Linked DNA regions of Macaca mulatta: region 2 is linked to region 1. A link is a contact called in public Hi-C data. All regions are on one chromosome and are shown on one strand. The core of a region is the stretch at or near the end of the contact, and the rest is flanking DNA. Distances in the headings are between cores, read along the strand shown.

What was found. Hi-C and Micro-C count contacts between places; a contact is called where the count stands out from the background.
Region 2: a Hi-C map of fetal cortex germinal zone shows a contact between it and region 1, with 3 times the contacts expected there. The contact joins two enhancer-like sites. A contact is called at or near these places in 2 of 14 Hi-C or Micro-C datasets (cortical neurons and fetal cortex germinal zone).

What each region holds. Positions count from the first base shown.
Region 1 is chr7:5,125,738-5,128,437 of T2T-MMU8v2.0, forward strand. No RefSeq gene overlaps it. Among named protein-coding and RNA genes, the nearest start is that of SNRPN, 100 kb to the left of the region's middle. Within about 2 kb of position 1,329, at least 11 of the 40 cell types and tissues checked have an H3K27ac peak or open chromatin away from gene starts, as enhancers often do. A contact at or near this core is called in fetal cortex germinal zone, where this site is marked.
Region 2 is chr7:5,191,439-5,194,138 of T2T-MMU8v2.0, forward strand. No RefSeq gene overlaps it. Among named protein-coding and RNA genes, the nearest start is that of NPAP1, 49 kb to the right of the region's middle. Within about 2 kb of position 1,318, at least 11 of the 40 cell types and tissues checked have an H3K27ac peak or open chromatin away from gene starts, as enhancers often do. A contact at or near this core is called in fetal cortex germinal zone, where this site is marked.

The DNA of each region.
Region 1 (2,700 bases), core at 79-2,578:
ACTGCCTTCATTTTCATGACAAGTAAATCCTATGCCTTTATAATTATAGGATTTTTTCAGTAAGTATAAAATAAGGTAATTACGTGTATAGTCATTTGACAGAGATCTATTTCCATTTAGATCCATCTTAAATCTTTGATTCACTAACTTTCAGTGGATGGCCCTCATCCAGACTCCGACAGGTACTGTGCATAGATCAATTCTGACCTGTTCTGAGAGGCCCCAGCTAAATCTGGGTCCTAGTAACAGAGCGGCTAGCAGCCCTCCAATAATGGGAAATGAAGGGGAGCTGGACATAGGTGTTTACAGTGTGTCTCCTACGGGTTACTTCTTTTACCTAGCTGATGCTCTAACACCTGTGTCTGACCTGGGACCAGGTGTCCATCTCACAGGAAACATATACTGGCAGATGTCTTTCTGGATTGTTTGACCTGTGTCCCGTTTATTCCTGTGTGATCACCACTGTGGCACTGTAAACCAGATCTTCTATTCTCCCAGTGTCCTAGGGAAAACTAAGCCTTGGGTAGACCTTGTTTCTTCAAACGGAAGGCACACATTTAATAATCTGATTAGTAAAATAATTTTGTGATTGCATGATCAGTTGTAAAGTGATGGATGAGGTGATGAAATAAGGGAAGTCAGGATACACAGAAAAGCACGACCTAGCCACTGTTTTAAAAAGTAGTAGAGAAACTTCTTTCAACCTTGTACTTTTTTTTTTTCTGTTTGTTTGTTTTGAAACACGGTATTTTATAGTGAAAATAGAGACTGTGGGGAAAGGTTGACCTTGAAGCCCTACAAGACCTTTCATATTAAAGGTATGTTGGTGGAAAAGTTAAAAATAAATAGAGACTCTTAAGGCCAATACACAAGTAGTCTCCGATATTTAGAAAACAATATTCAGTCAACTGAAAAATATTTCAGATTTTCAGACAAATGCAAAAAAAGACATTGAAGTTATTAATACTAAAAAGGAAGAATATAAAATCATGGTTCATGCAAGGTTTAACTTTAAAAAGAGGTTGTAAAGAAACACCAAAGTTTTCGGGAAAGAGAAACCTTAGATTAAAACAAAGTTAATACAGGATTAAGAACCAAGACAATGATACGAAACCTAAAGAGGAACATTTCTACGGGTAAAACTCAGATTAAAGTTTCCGCGGTATACGCGGCTGATAAGAGACTCCCGGCCGGCGCCATAAGCCGAACAGATCCGCGGGATGCGCGGAAACGGAAATAGCAGGGGGAAAGGACACCACCAAATCCTGCCGTCCCGCGCAGGCGCAAACAGGATCTGCGCCTGCAGGCAGCCTTCCTCCCCCTCCCTCACGTAATCTTCCCACACTGCACCGCGAGCTTGTTGGCCGCGCCGAACAATGGCGCATATCCTGCGGATCTGCCCCCTGCAGGCAGCCGCCCTCCCCCTCCGTCTTGTAATCTTCCCACAGCGCACCGCGAGCTGGTTGGCAGCGCCGGACAATGGCGCATATCCTGCGGGCCGCCCTGTGAGGTTGGAGGAGCTAGACTGTGAGGCACCGCTCAGAATCGCGGGAGACCAGGAGTGCCGGCCCTGCCACGGAAACTTGAGCGAATGCACCTAACTTCTTAATCAGATTGGAAAACGTTTTATGGAATAATAACCCTTCAAGGCTTTCGTCTAAGAAATTAATCTTCTGAACTCTAATGCTCCTGGAGAGTGATGTGTAGGGAATCACAGACAGCTTGGGGTTTAATGTGACACTGCACTGCAACACTGCAAAGTCAGCTTAAGTCATTTTACAGTTGCATCCAAAGTATGATTGCGCTCAGGGTAACACACTACTATACATCCGTATTTGTAAATCAATTATCGTAATGGGATTCACTTTGACCTTTACCCCTTGCGTTAAACGACAGGAAAAGTGGGCATGGGTCAGAACTCGCTGAGTCTTTACTGGGAATGGTTATGGATTGCATTTCACTCCTGACTCCTGCAGCAATTTTATTATTTTGAGGTGGAGTCTCTGTCACCCAGGCTGGAGTGCAGTGGCGCAATCTCGGCTCACTGCAACTTCCACCTCTTGGGTTCAAGCAATCCTCCTGCCTCAGCCTCCCGAGCAGCTGGGATTACAGGCGCCCTCCACCATGCCCACCAATTTTTGTATTTTTAGTAGAGACGGGGTTTCACCATGTTACCCAGGCTGGTCTCGAACTCCTGGCCTCCAGTGATCTGCCCGCCGCGGCCTCCCAAAGTGTTGGAATTACAGGCATGAGCCACAGTGCCCGGCCAATATTTTAGTTTTTAAATAAATATAAGAAAAATCCTGCTGAAAGTAACAGTTTCCAGTTCCTGGGCCCCACCTTTGTTTTCCCGGGCCCCTGTTATTAAGGTTGCCATCGGCCTCCCTTTCTGTTGATGCTAGATGGCGCTGTGAGCACAGTAGTCTTATTCCTCAACCGCAGTGTAGCAGGTATTGTGAAATGCTGGTAAGGTGAGATTAAGGCATGAAAATAACCTATGCTTGGTGCTGAAATGTAGTTTTCTAGGTAGAGGATTTTTCTGACTTCCTATCTTTGACAGGAAAGTATGACTCAATCAAGAGGAGCTTCTATCCTGAAAATACTAAAATTGTTTGTGGACGCTTTTCCCAGACTTTATGTTGTCTCTCATTTTCCTCACTTACAACTTTTTCTTTGCCTGTACAGGGTTTGAGCCTCAAC
Region 2 (2,700 bases), core at 68-2,567, 66 kb after region 1:
GCCTTTCATGGGATACTTCTTTTACGAGGCCAACGCCCTAAGCCATTAAGTGTCTGACTCATAACCAAGTGTCCGTCTAACAGGAAATGTGTTTACATCGGCAGATGCCCTTGTGGCTCTTGTCTGACCCATGACCTGTTTCTTCCTATGTGACCATCTCTCTGGCACTGGGAATCAGATCTTGTGTTCTCCCAGTGTCCCAGGAAAAACCAGGCCTTGGGTAAACCCTGATTCTTCAAATGGAAGGCACAAGTTTAATAAATCGATTAGCAAAACAATTTTGGGATTGAATGATCAGTTGTAAAGTGATGGATAGAGTGATGAAGTAAGGAAAGTCAGGATACAGAGAAAAGCATATAGCTGAGAAACTTCTTTCACCCTCGTACAACTTTTTGTTTAAATAAAAAATGGTATTTTTTAATGTATATAAAGGCATTGGGAGAAAGTTTTACCTTGAAGCCCCCACAATACCTCTCGTATGACAGGTACTTAGTTGGAAAAGATAAAAAGAGAGTCAATCGAGAATCTCAGGGGAAATACAAACATGATTAAAGAAGTATCCCTTAAAAAATGACAGTATTTCAGGATTACTGAAAAATACTTCAATTTTTCAGACGAATGCAAAAATAAAAAAAAGAAAATTACTAACATTTAAAAAAAGGGTATAAAATCATGGTCTGTGCAGTTTATGAAAAGAGGGTGTTGCAGAAACACCAAGGTATTTTTCTGGGAAAAAGAAACAAACCTTAGGTTAAAACAAAGTTAATACGGCCGGGCGCGGTGGCTCACGCCTGTAATCCCAGCACTTTGGGAGGCTGAGGCGGGCAGATCATGAGTTCAGGAGATCGAGACCACCCTAACATGGTGAAACGCCGTCCCTACTAAAAAAAAAAAAAAAAAAAAAAAAAAAAAAAAGCCGGGCGAGGTGTCGGGCGCCTGTAGTCCCAGCCACTAGGGAGGCTGAGCCAGGAGAATGGCGTGAACCCGGGAAGCGGGGCTTGCAGTGGGCCGAGATCGTGCCACCGCACACCAGCATGGGCGACACAGCGAGACTCCATCACAAAAACAAACAAACAAAAAAAAACAAAAACAAAGTTAATACAGGAGCAAGAACCAAAACAATGATAAGAAGCCTGAAAAGGAAAATTTTTACGGGTAAAACGCGGGTTAAAGGTTTTGTGCGGCGCAAGCGGCGGATAAGAGACTCCTGGCAAACGCCATAAGCCGAACAGACTCGCCCGGAAACGGAAACAGTGAGGGGAGACCAGCGTCGTCCACGCCACCGGAGCCGCGCATGCGCGAAGTGGATCGGCTCCTGCCGCCACCGTCTTCCCCCTCTGTCATGTGACCTTCCCACAGCGCAATGCGGGCTCTTTCGCTGCGCCGGACAATGGCGCAGTTCCTGCCGGCATCCCTGTGAAAACCGAGGAGCTGGGGTCTGCGGCGCCGCTCGCTCCGACGGGGGATCTGGACCCCGGCCCCGCCACGTATACTTGAGCGGATACGCCCGACATCTATATCACATTAGAAAACATTTGAAAGAATAATAACCCGTTAAGGCTTTAGTCTAAGAAATTACATTCATCTTATGAACTGTAGTGCTGCCAAATAATGTGTATGGAAACACACAGTTCCGGGTTTAATGGGACACTGCAAAGTCAGGTGAATTCGTTTTACAGTCACATCTGAAGTATGATTCCGTGCATAGTAACACACTCCTATACATCCATGTTTGTAAATGAAATCAATTAGCGTAATGGGATTCATTTCGACCTTTCAACCCTTGCGTTAAATGACAGGAAAAGTGGTCTTGGCCAGGATTCCCTGAGTCTTTATTGGGAATAGTTACCAATTAAATTTCACCCCTAGCCCCTGCAGCAATTATGAATTATGTTTCAGTTTTTAAACGAATATAAGAAAAATCCTACTCAAATGAACACAGCAGTTCCTGGATGCTGGACCGCCATCTGTTTTGTTTTTTTTTTTCCCCTCCTGATATTAAGACTGCCATCAGCCCCCCTTTCTATTGTCATCAGCCCCCTCTTTCTGTTGATGCTAGATGGCGCTGTGAGCACAGGGGTCCCTCATGCCCAAAACTATAGTGTAGCAGGTACTTCTGCAATGCAAGTAAGTAGAGGTTTAGGCGTGAAAGGAACCTATGCTTGGTACTGAAACGTCGTTTTCTAGGTGGAGAGTTCGTTTTCTGATTTCGTATTTTTCACAGGGAGGTCCAACTCAGTCAAGAGAAGCTTCTACCTTGAAAATACTAAAATTTTGTGTGGACACTTTTCCTGGACTTTAGGTTGTCTATTTTCATCACCTATAACTTTTTCTTTGCCAATGCAGGGGCTAAGCCTCAACCCCACATAATTTCTTAAAAATCTAGCTGTGACATAGATTTGTAACTTCCTTCATGTGTACTCTAATTGCTGTTCTCCTTGTGATGCCTCAAATATTTTGACTTGTATACATGTCGTGGTTTCTACATGAATACTAATCATTCTTTTGTCTTTCCCAGCTTAAATTTGCATCGTTTTTCAGCTACTTATTCATGTGTTCAATCTTAAATTACTTCCTGCAGGATACCTTCAGTGACTATTTACATTAGGGTTGTATGCACATGCATTTTGTGGATTTCCACATACCTATGCAGCCTCTCTAATCTGATTTTTATTGCCTATATGTTCGAATATCAGCTTG